Linked DNA regions of Mus musculus: region 1 is linked to region 2. A link is a contact called in public Hi-C data. All regions are on one chromosome and are shown on one strand. Each heading gives the region's core, a stretch centred on a gene start, on an enhancer-like site or on the middle of the called end of the contact. The rest is flanking DNA. Distances are from core to core; before and after follow the strand shown. Region 1 holds the start of Adamts16 (a disintegrin-like and metallopeptidase (reprolysin type) with thrombospondin type 1 motif, 16). Region 2 has its middle 10 kb from the start of Gm36474.

What was found. A called contact is a pair of places that touch in the nucleus more often than the background predicts.
Region 1: a contact with region 2 is called in a Hi-C map of the C2C12 cell line, with 4 times the contacts expected there. The contact joins the promoter of Adamts16 here to the enhancer-like site in region 2. A contact is called at or near these places in 3 of 39 promoter capture datasets (cranial neural crest, embryonic stem cells and hippocampal neurons), 1 of 15 datasets of contacts at CTCF or cohesin (the NIH/3T3 cell line), 2 of 484 Hi-C or Micro-C datasets (the C2C12 cell line and muscle stem cells), 1 of 115 datasets of contacts at active chromatin or transcription factors (craniofacial prominence) and 3 of 9 other capture datasets (adipose tissue, liver and pancreatic islet).

The regions. Positions count from the first base shown.
Region 1 is chr13:70,837,418-70,843,236 of GRCm38.p6, forward strand. It overlaps Adamts16 (a disintegrin-like and metallopeptidase (reprolysin type) with thrombospondin type 1 motif, 16), which reads right to left and starts at 4,394. Exons shown (of 23, transcript NM_172053.3): 1 at 4,073-4,394; 2 at 3,852-3,954. The coding sequence starts at 4,132. Gm36529 (predicted gene, 36529) reads left to right here and starts at 3,033. Exons shown (of 4, transcript NR_167928.1): 1 at 3,033-3,203.
Region 2 is chr13:70,680,159-70,686,618 of GRCm38.p6, forward strand. No RefSeq gene overlaps it. Among named protein-coding and RNA genes, the nearest start is that of Gm36474, 10 kb to the left of the region's middle. Within about 2 kb of position 1,458, at least 46 of the 459 cell types and tissues checked have an H3K27ac peak or open chromatin away from gene starts, as enhancers often do. A contact at or near this core is called in the C2C12 cell line and muscle stem cells, where this site is marked.

The sequences.
Region 1 (5,819 bases), core at 3,144-5,643, 160 kb after region 2:
CTAGATCAGGGTCACAGCTGGCTACTCGGCCATATCATCAGCTGAGACCTGTGGCCAAGGTTAAATTTTTTTTGTTGTTGTTTAGTTTTAGATTAGCTAGCTTGGTTTAAGTCTTTGAAATCAGTAATTAAGCATGGAGTGTGTCCAGTTATATACGAAATTTGGCTGGGTTTTATGCCTGTATTTTTTCTCCCCTAATCACTAAACACAACAGGCCAGCATGGTATCAGGCCTTTCTCTGAATGTACAGTGAGGTGTCTTTGCAAAGCTCATCACTTCAAACAGGGGGAATAGACAGGTCTAACCTGACAGTTTGGCAGACTATCCTCTACACTGGCAGCACAGCACATTTGGAGTTTGGCCAATTGCAACATTGTAAACACACGTTTCTACTCCAGTCTATCAACCGTCTCTTAAGAGGTAGCTCTACTAGATGCTTGGTAACCGGTCTCTGCCTCTGACTCAGCATGAGTGGACACATTTTTCAGACTCATGCATAAAGTATGACTTGGTTATAGGTGAGCGATATCAAGGTAATTATCACCAATTAATTTTGAGTAGGCACAGGCACTTGTCTGTGTGTTGCTATTCTCTCCTGACAAGCAATAGACAGGTAAAACAGAAGTTCGGACAATGGCCACTGACAAGCCACAAAAGCTCTGTGGTTGGGTTTAAGAGAGTCAGAGAAGATCAGAGGCGGGGATTCTCTCCTGCTGACAACCATGGCAAGGTGAGGACTGGAGGGCACCAAGACTTTGGCTATGGTGCCTGCCACATGTCATAGCTCTCTCTCTCTCTCTCTCTCTCTCTCTCTCTCTCTCTCTCTCTCTCTCTCTCTCTCTCTCTCTCTCTCTCTCTCTGCAGTCCCAAGCATAATCTACACATCTAGCCCTACTGTACAAGTGGGAACAGCTGGCATAGGGAGGCAGCAGGCTCTGCAGGTGACTTAGCAGGCTCTGGCAGGCATCTGCACCAGAGCAGGAGATTTAGCTATGGTAGGGTAAGACACTCTGGCTTCTATAACATTTTGTGTAGGATAATGGAGGATCAGACAACCTGGTATATGGCGAAGGGGGGGGGGGGAAGCACAGCAGGACTCAGCAAGTCTGAAGAGTGAATATAGGTGCATCCATTGGTTTGCAGTTCACCAAAGTATTTTCCCTCATGTGACACCGCCACTGCTCTCTGCTCTGTGGGGCAGGCAGGTTGGCTGGGGTATTGTTAGCTAGCACATCCGAATCCTCACAGGATTCATATCACTTCTGGCTACTTCCCCCTCCTTCAGAGGTAATGGAATAAAGGCAAGAGGTACAAGTCACTGTTGTTAGCCTAATTCATGAGCTTCGTTGTCCATAGAGAGATGATTCCAGCCATAGCATCCAGCCACACAAATCCTGGATATGGACTCAGACCCAGTCAACACACTATAGTCAGCATCCTTCAGAGACATTGGACAGTTTCCACAGTAGCCAAGCTATGGAGTCAGCCTAGGTGTTGGTCATGCGAACAGATATGGAAAATGATAGGCAAAAAGACAGACAGATGACACACAGACAGACAGACACAAACACACACACACACACTAGAGAAGGGCTAAAGAGCTAAGTCGTTTGCTTGCAGGAAAATATATGTACGTAACCACAGGTTATCAAAGTAAGCAAAATAAGACCCATAAAAACATATATACCACTTTTTCTTATTTGGAAGATGATAATTTGTACACATGTGTAAATCTTATATTCATATATATTATTAAAATTACAAATGAGACTACCTGGGGCAATGGAATGAGAACAGAGGGAAGCAGAGGTGGTAAGTACCATCAGCCTCTGAACAATCTCTCTATCCTCCCAGTCAAAAGCCTAAAGAACTTCTGAGCTTTGCCTTGAGATCTGGAAACCCAAAGTTTTTAAAAAGCTAAAAACCTGTGCCATGCTCTTGGCAGAAACCATAGATGTTATTGCAATGACAAATATGGAAGGAAACCTTTGAAGAAACAAGAAATAAAAAGCAATAGAGTCATCAAAATGTAAATTGATACATTCGTGTTTGATAATCCAACTTATCTCAATTTAGTTATCCATCATTGTCTCAAGGGGTGCGTGAGGCTCTCTTCCCTACTGCATAATTACTTCACAAAGGCAGCAAAATAGCCAGAACCCTTACAGGTCTCACTTTAGCCCAAACTCAAAACAGCTTCAAAGAGTTAATTAAGAAATTATCTTATATCATGGAGATGGGCCGTGCACAATATGCAGATCTGAAGGTCACAGGTGCTCTGCCACACCTTGCCTCTGCTGTGTGACTGCTGTCTGCTCTCTCTGCCTCTTTCTCTTTTGATAACCAGGAAAGGGTGAAGGTATCCTGCCTTCACAAAGTCAGCTCCACCTTGCAAGGACTCACACCTTCTGTGCACGCTCTGACCAGGCAAGTGAAAGTCCATGGAAACACTGCCATTGGGATCCGGGACTGAGGCGCCAGGCATGAGAAGCCTGCCTGTGGCCTCAGGCACTAAGCTTGTCCTCTCTTCCTGAATAGCGTTCTGTCTATAATGTTATCATCTTGGATAACACTTCGTTAGTGCAATAAACGTGTCCCGAGTGGCAAGGCTCGATTGCTCAGCCTGCTCCATGCTAAGCAAGACAGTCAGAATTTGATCCTTGAACTCCCACAAGTTGTCCTCCGACCTCCACAGTGCCATGCACCCTACACACATAATAAATAAATGTCTGAAATGCCTCGAGTCCCTATGGATTTTTTTTTTTTAAGTTTTATTCTGAAAGTAGTGCAAAGTCCAAAGTTAGAGCATGAACATTCCTTGTAAGGTCATGATGTGTCAGAATTCGAAGTAAGAGGATCAGAAGAGGGTTGGAGATGCAGGTGACAGAGGGTGGGTTTCAAACACAATAGGCTTTCCCTTGCCTTCTAAACCACTGTACTGTTTGGGTCTGGCGCCCTCCAGTGGCACTCAGAGTCCTAGAGCCGAGACTCATATATCCCTTCTTAAACCCTGTTTTCAGTAGGAGGAATTCAGTTCTTGTAAGTTTATCCTGATGAAGGAAGCGATAATGAGGGTTTCCGAAGTGTCAATTGTTTAATCCTGTACATATTCTAAAAATCTGCCGAAAAGATTAAACCTGGCTCGCCTCTGGTCGCCATTTCTGCTAACAATCTCAAGCTAATTCATCCCAGGAAAGGACAGGGTGAGTAAAATCCTGCATTTGCTGTGGACCCAGCACAAACCTCCTAGCAAGTGCAATGGCCTGCTTTCTCAGTCACCAGGTGTCATTGCTAGGACACCTCACAGGGGAAACCCACTTGTGAATCACTGAGGTGGCTGAACCTTGCAGAAGACTTGAATTCGAGTTCATGTTCAAGGAGGTCCAGGACACATCCTTTGGATGTCCCCTGTGCTATTAATTAACATTAAAGCGATATTAATGAGGTTGCCTTCTGTCTCCTCCTGTGACAGTCAAAGTGGAGAAAGCTTCAATGTGAAAGAAAGGAGAGGGGGGAAGATGCTGGAGTGGGGACTACGTTGCTTATAATAGATTTGGTGTATACATTAATGATGTCAATATATAGAGTGATCTGGAGTCTTCCTACACCCAGATATCTCACTCCCCCAATGTAACTCTGGCTAGCCATTATCATTTTACTAGGAAATAGGATACAGACGTTGGTCGGAAGTCATTCTTGAGCATGATCTTGTGCTCGAAATGAATAGAAAGAGCAAGATAGCATCTTCAAAGCTTTTGGCGTCCTGAGTCCCAGGAGACTTGCAGACCAGCATAGGGGGTTGCTGGCTGCTTACCTGTGAGGAACCGAGAGCCCCCACCGCGCGAACTTACCACCGGTTTCCAGCCAGCTGGACCCAGAGAATGGGGGAGGCTGCGGGTCTTCCGGGCTCCCAGACGCTGCAGCTGCGAGTCCCAGGGCGCACGCAGGTGTCTGCTAGGGGGAAAAAAAAAACGAGGACACCTCAGTGAAAATGCGGGCACTGCAGAGCTCAGCCAAGGGCGGAATGCACTTGCAGCCATCAGACTCTGCTGGTCCTAGCGCCAGGACTCACCTGCTCACTGACCTGCGCCAGCAGCAGCACCCAGAGCGCAGCACAACCTCGGGACTCCATGGCCCCGGTGCCCGAGGGCTCACAGGACTCAGCTCAGCAGTCTAGACTGGGTCACTGGATAGTCCCGGTGTTAGCAGTATGCTAGGGTGCAAAGGACCGACCCGGCAAAATCGCAGGGTTTCCAGGCAGCGATTCCACCATGCACATCAGAGTTATCACTGCAGCTTCGTTCGGCACCGGGAGGTGGAGTGGCAGTGGTGGCGGGGGGCGGCAAAGCACCCGCAGCAACCAAGGGACAGCAGGGAGGAGGGTAGAGAAGGAGAGGGCAGGACTAGGGAGGGCAAAGGAGAGGAGAGGGGAGGGGATAGAGGAGGGAGTAAAGCAGGGAGGAGGGGTACCAGGAGGAGGAGGAGGATAAGGGAGGAGTGGCAGGGAGAGGAGATGAAGCAGACTCATGGTAAGTACTGGGCATCCTTCACGCCTATGACCCAGCAGGAAGGTGTTTTGTCCACCTACATGAGAACTTGGGGTAGAGACAAGGCCAGGACACAGTCATATCTAGCTGTTCACCCCTGTGCTTTTGTGGAAAACTGTCTTGGTGTGTTACTCCAAAGTCCTCTGCCACCTGCCACCGCTGCAGCTCTGTGGGACTTCTCACTTAAGGGCAAGATTGAGCTGCATAGAGACAGGCATCCAGCATTCATTGTTCTCTAGTCCATCCCCTGGTTACAGACCCTCTGGCCTTCCCTTCTAGTGGGAGATGTATAGGGAGGAATGTATCTGCTTATGAATGAATGTGAGTCCTTAGTTGCCTGGGGCACGTGAAGAAAAGGGGTGAATGGAGGCGGGGCGGGGCAGGGCAGGGCAGGGTAGGGCAGGCTATGAGGAAGCTGGGTTTCTTTCTCACGCCTCTAATTTTTCATTGGACAGCAGTGGCCAATTTCAGATTCACTTTAGACTCTGGCTGACCTGCTGGGAGAGCAGGTGTGAGGCCACTGGGTTCCCAGAGCATCCTAGTAGGAAGTCTAGGAGCCCCAGCCTAGACCAGACCAGGTCTATCCAAGACAACCAGCGAATGCCCTCTCTCCAGCCCTGCGTCCTGGTCCATCATGACCTGAGTATGTGTTTGAGTATGAGCGTCTTTTGTGACCATCAGTGACTGAGAGTGTCTGCTGCAGGGTGGGTACAGATACAGACAGCACTGAGCGCACGGGTAGATGTTTCTACACGCGGGACTGCCAATGACTGTCCATCCCAGCAGCTGCACTCCACTTCCTTCTGCCGGTTGGTCTCACATCTCAGGCTCCCTCCAGCTGCCATTCTAGGGTCCCTCATTTGCAGTCACACTGACCTTGCCTGGTTTGCAAGGCTGAGAAGGGGGATGGCATGTGGAGCAGTGGCTGCAGTTTTCAGGGTGCTCACTCCAGCCTACACTGAGCTGAGATGCCCCAGAGTGGCTCTTTATAAGCCTGAATGAAGTGTCATACATCTCAGAAAGGACAGGGCGGAATCAAGATGAACTGATCTGTGTATGCATATCCCTCTCTCTCTCTCTCTGCTCCCTCCCTTTCTCTCTCAGTCGTTCATATGAAAAATATTGTCAAAGAGTACAGTTTTGTTGACTTACTGTTTCATTCTTTTATAATTCCACGCACCTACACTATGTTCTTTTATTAAAGCCTCCCATTATCTCCTGTTAAGTCCCCTCTATTCCACCTGGTCTCTCTTGTTCTATTGTTCCCAAGTG
Region 2 (6,460 bases), core at 208-2,707:
TATTTTAAGACAGATTTTTTTAGTGAATGTTTCTTTTTATTACCCAGTTTTCTGAAACTGGAACATTAGTCACTTCCTCGGGATGAAATTGGTCTACCCCCTTTTCTCCTGCATGTTGTTTGCCCCCCGCACCGTTGTCTTTCTGCAAGGGTTAGCTCCCATGTCTTCTCTGTATTTCTCTGCTTGTTCTGTGCCCCTCTAGGATGGTGACGCACAACTCTTTCTCTTCTCATGAAACAAAAACCCTCAGCTCAGCCCCAGAATCCACAAACACTCAAAATCTTCCCACTCCACACAAGCTCCTTCTCACACCTCAGGCTACCGCTCCCCTACTGCAGCTGTGCAGGCCAGCTCATAGCCAGGGAGGTTAGATCACTGTGACTTGTCTATACAGCTGGGTTTCTGGCAGGGTCCAGGAACCACTAATCCCTCCTTCATGGTAGAACCAAGAGTTTAGACTCAAATCCACTTTGCAGGCATACTCACATCTCTGAAAACATGATAGATTCGTCATAAAGTCCAAACAAGGGTCACCAAGCCTCAGCTGTGAGAGCATCCTCCTCCCACTGCCTGTCTGTGGCACTGGTCCTGGTGGAAGACCTGGACTCCTTCAGTTCCTTCTCAGGGGTCCTGCAGTGACTGTTCTCAAGACCTCGTGTGAAGGGATCATATGTGGAGGAGTTTCCCTGTGGTGTGAAGCAGATATTGGGGTGATGAAGACCATGGCCGACACTCTGGGGTGAAGGTCACGTGGTTGGTCATTTCTTATTGTGGCACTAGCCACAGCTGATTTAGAATCTGATGGGTGAAGCCCACGGATTGGGTCCAAACCAGAAAAATGTCAAAAGGATGCCAGAGGGGAGTTGGAAATTAGGTAATAGGGAGGGAAAAGAGTCCATGACTGGGCTCTTAAGTCTATCTGTGGTCACCACTCATGGCTTGGCTGAGTTCTCATGAGGACAAAGCCAAAGCTGTCAGGATAACAAGTCTGGTCAAACACAGACTCATCGTCATGGTGAGCTTGATCATGAAGTGACTTTGCATCCAGTCCGGGACCCAAGAGGCTGTGCCTGTTATCTGTCGTCATGGGCACTAAAAGCCTGTCTCTCCACGACCTTCCTCTTGATAGGCAGAGAGAGAGAGAGAGAGGGAGAGAGAGAGAGAGGGAGGGAGAGAGAGAGAGAGAGAGAGAGAGAGAGAGAGGTGCTGTTCGTTGGCACCAGTCTCTTGCTGCTGTCACTGGGACCTTGTATCAGAGAAATAACATGGGGTTGTGGTCACTGGAAAGGTCTCACTGAAGCAAACAAAGTCAGTTGCCATCTGCAATCCATGGACATCAAGTCTGCAAACTTTCAGCTCCTGGTACTCACAGTTCCTCAGGGCTCCCTAGCCCAGCTCTTCTTTCTCTGCCTTCCACTGATCAAACAGAAACTGTCCAGTTCTTCCATGAGCCTGTACCACGTGATTCTTGATTTACCTTGGGGTGGAAGGCAGGTCCTAGTAGGTACTTTCTCTTCCAGGCAGGGTGACCTGGATTCTGTCAAATGCTCCCTCAAGTCTGAATTTCTGTTCCTTACCACTCAAGAAATCCCAGCCCACCAGTGGGTTTTGATTCCAAAACTTCTCGTTCTCAAGGACGGCAGATCCTAGGAATGAACCAGATGAACTTGCCCAAGAGAGAACAAAGCTGCACAGCAGCAGAAGTGGCAACAAGTATTTAAGACCAGATATTTCAACCGAAGCCTAATTTCTGCTTGCCGAGTCCTGGGGCTGAGCAGCAGGTGAGGGCCTGGGGATAGAAAGTTTCTGAAATCAGTGTGAGTCAGGACACCTGTCTAAACCAGTCTAACCGGATTCTGCCCAAAGCAGACTATGAGTATCTGGCCCCAGAGATGGTGGGAGAGCAGGAAGCAGCTTGGATATTAAGGATGACTGGCTACATTGTGTGGAATGGCAAGTTATTGCTAAACTGACTGGGCGGAGTGTTTGATAAACTGCAAAGTGCAGAGACAAGCACCATAGTCTAAGCTCAAGGCCAGTGGGAAGGATCCAAAGAAAACCAACGATTGTTTTGTTCTCAGAAAATAAGGAAATGCTACAACACTGTGATGGCATGTCTCAGGGACAGAGAACCTGGTAAAAATCTCCCGCTCCCCCTCCCTTTCTCATCAATCCCGGTTCATCCCAACTCCAAAATAATTAAGGATCTTAGTGGAGGATGGAAGCAAAGCCCGAGAGCACGTGTCAGTAATAATTAGATTCTAAAACAAAGATGGGAGAGGCAGCCTTTGCTATATAGCACAGGGCTAGGTTGAGCTAGCCACATGCAGGATTATGGGATGGAAAAGCCCCTTTCTGAGGTGGGAGAATCTGGAGAGCTCAATTTACTCGGGCCAAATGTACTTTGATGGGCTTCAGGACAACAACCTCTCTAAGGTCCCTCCTGGGTGGATTTCTTACTTAAAGAAACATTGTAGCTACAGAGAAAAGAAACCCGGCAACATTACAGACTGGTGATGAAAACCTAGTCCCGGGCTTTGAGGTAGAGGCCATGTCTAGCTCCTGTTAGACAGAATTACACATTTTAAGGCACAAAAATTTCATTGGTATTTAAAATAGCTTTTTAACATGATTTTATTTTTTTAAATTATATGCACATGTGTGTGTTTGTGTACACATGGGTTCAGGTACCTCCAGAGGTCAGAAGAGGGTGACATCGGGCTGCCTGACATGGTTGCTGGGAATGGGACAATATGAACCTGTCACCTTGGAGCTGTTTCCTTAGGCCTCTAAAATATCTGTTGTGTCTAATATTCTAGGATGGTCCTCACAGAAGTGCTAGCCTCAAGTGCATCACAAAGAAGTTTTTCTCCTCTAGTGTTACAATAGCTAAAAACAAGGAAGTGCCAAGGGCTGACAATTACCCATGGTCTTAGACAAGAGGATGATGCCACAGAAGAACCCATTGGATCCACTGAAATTCAAGCAGTGGGTGAGATAAAAGATAAACATCAGTAAATGGAGGATGTTGGGATGGTTAAAGCTCAATCGAGAGGACTGGCTGATCCTTAGGAGGGCTCAGGTTTGACTCCATATACCGGAGCCTCACAACCATCTGTAACTCCAGTTCCAGGGTATCTGATTCAGGGTTTCTGCACAAACATCAGAACCAAGAAGCAAGTTGGGGAGGAAAGGGTTTATTCAGCTTACACTTCCACACTGCTGTTCATCACCAAAGGAAGTCAGGACTGGAACTCAAGCATGTCAGGAAGTAGGAGCTGATGCAGAGGCCATGGAGGGATGTTTCTTATTGGCTTGCCTCCACTGGTTTGCTCAGCTTGCTTTCTTATAGAACCCAAGACTATCAGCCCAGGGATGGCATCACCCACAGTGGGCCCTCCCCTGTTGGTCACTAGTTGAGAAAATGCCCCACAGCTGGATCTCATGGAGGCATTTCCCCAACTGAAGCTCCTTTCTCTGTGATAGCTCCAGTTGACACAGGAAACGAGCCAGTACACAGGGAATCTCAACTGTCTCTTCTGGCCTCCTCAGTCAATGTTTAAGCACAGGATACACAGATACAGATGTAGGCAGAACATCATACACATGATTTTAAAAAATCAGTAAATGTTAAATGTGTTAATGTTGGTAAATGTACTGTTTTGTTTTAATCAAAGTCCATTTCTAACACTAAAGTGGCATGATTTACCATGCTCTCAGACAGTCTAAAAACAGTACATGTGGTGTGTGTGTGTGTGTCTGTGTGTATGTGTTGTATAATTATGCAGTTACATGTATGCACGGAGAGGGAGGGAGGGAGGGAGGGAGGGAGGGAGGGAGGGAGGGAGAGAGAGAGAGACAGAGAGAGAGAGAGAGAGAGAGAGAGATGCTTCATTTGTAACTTTGTGATTTTACTTCCCTCTGGGCTTCCCTATGTTTTGAAAATACTAGGAATTTTTCTTGACTGAACAGAGGCAGGCTGCGCTCCTCCACCCACACAGTATTATGATTTGTGGTTGCTACTTATTGCTTACTTACTGTCCCTTGCTCGTAAGTTGCACTTTATCATTGCTATATATGCATCCTGTGAAGACGAATCCTACAACTAATATTGTTTGGGTGTGCTGTCTCTGGGAGGAGTAGGGCTATTCCTTAGATCAGGATATTTGTCTGTGTAGATCTCTGCCTCTGCCTCTCTCTCTCTCTCTCTCTCTCCCCTCTCTCTCTCTCCTCTCTCTCTCTCTCTCCTCTCTCTCTCTCTCTTTCTCATGCATGTGTGTGTGCATATGTATTATTGCATAGCCAAGAATTCCATTGTCATCTTGTCACTGTGAAGAAGCAAATGGAAAAGCATCATTAGCAGATTCAGAGCAAAAAGCCACATAATGTTCTAACTCAATTTCTTATAATTTTCTTTAAGGTTGAAATGTTCTTTTAAAACGGTATCAACAATGCCCTTCAAGGCAGCACTAACTTAGTGGGCTACAAAAAAAAAAAAAAATCAGACAAGAAGTCAGAGGTTCGAGGGAGACATGGGGAAAGTTGGAGAAGGAAGTTAGGGCTGATAATAATCACATTGCATTGTATATATAAATGTTCAAAATTCTCAATGATAAAAAAGTTAAAAAAAAAACTCATGAAACTTGACTACATAACTTAAAGCCAACCTAGTTGAGCTCAAAGAATGTGACATTTATTTGGGGATAGTTAGGATTTCAATCTGTGAAAATATATTCAAGCAGCCTTAAGAGTGCGCTTACACATATAGGCTATATTATATACTGCACGTAGGTTGGTGATTTTGACACTTGTCAGTCAGGAATTATGACGGAGGAGTTAAGCGACTCACAGAGAAAGGATCAGCATCTTTCTGATCTTAGTCTCCGGGACCTTTGCAGAAGGAATGGATGCCTCGTGCAGAAGTGACCTCAATATAGAGTAATGATGTCTCTGAGGCCAGCCTGATCTGAGGGTTGGGGTTAGACAGGGTCTGAGCTGTGCATGTTTGTGCATGAAGGAACATGGTCTCTCTCCTCTACTTAAGCACCCCAGTTTTTTCTTTCAATCCTAATTCAACACTAACAGGTGCAGCACATTCAAGTGGATCCCCACAGCACAAACTAAGGATTAGTAAACCCCACATCCTGGCCATCTGCTCAGTTCCTCCAATGCCAGTGTACTGTCTTCCAGATTCTATTTGTACGGAGCAGCTGGCCAGAGGCAGCACATGTCACTCTCCCAGCAGCTGGCCTGAGGCAACACAGTACACTCTCCCCTCCTTGTCTTTGTGAAATTGCTTTCTTCTTTCTGAGTTGTTTATTTCAGTTCACCCCTAGGGAGCAAAGGGTGAAAGCTGTCCAGCTGTGTGTGGACAATCAAAACTGGGCTGGGCTCCCTTATGCCCTCAGAAATAGTGTAAACACACGCGCACACACACACACACACACACACACACACACACACACACACACAGAGAGAGAGAGAGAGAGAGAGAGAGAGAGAGAGAGAGAGAGAGAGAGAAAGAGATTTGATCTGGGAAAGAGGCAGTTCAGTATCCCAGGATGTTAGAAACAAACATTATTAACTACCAGGGATAATTTGAAGGGTTTCTTACAGGTGTGATATGCCCACTGTTAGCTGACATCTCCAGGATGCCACCCTGAAGTGCTAACAGTCACAGCAGAAGTGTGGCAGTATTAGTAATAATGCTTTCTACAAGTCTAGGAGCTGAGAGCCCAAGTCTTCAGAAATCCTCATTTCAAAGACAGAGGCCTGAGATCCATGTGGCATGGGAGCCCAGTGCTGCTCATGACGGACAGCTCCTCCTACACTTCATCATTGCAATGTGAAGAGCTGGGGAGGGTGTGGGGTTGTCAAGTGGTCAAGTTGAAGGAACATGGTCACAGGTTCTTAAAGCAGGGACCCTGGGCCAGCAGCATCAGCAGCACTCCGTGTTCCTAGAGAAACACGAGCTCTCGAAGCCCAACAAGCTAAGCTCAGCTTCTTAGCAAGCGGAGCAAAACAATGAGTAGTGCAGAGAAAGAAAGGAGATTTACTCCATGTGGCCATGTTGGGAAGAGGGGCAGATAAGAGGTCTTGTGACTCCAAGCCTGTCTTTGTTGTACTGACACGACCTTTAAGATAAAATAGGGGGCACATGGTATTTATAACTATGGAGTCCTTATCTATATGTGAAGTCTTGATCATGCAAGGGGGTTGATCTTGCTCAAAGGGGAAGGACACAGTGTTACACTCTCTAAGAATTAACTTCATCTTGGAGATGGTCTCTTTAAATACAAGGTGGCTACAGGTTTAGGACAGTGACTGATTTCTGTTCCTTTGGCCTTCTGGGTAGGTAGAAAGCACTGAGCTAGGTTGAGAGGTTAATGTGTTAACCTATGGCAGCAAGCTGTGTGTGACGCAGAGGAAATGAGGCAGACACAGCATGGAGACAGAGATG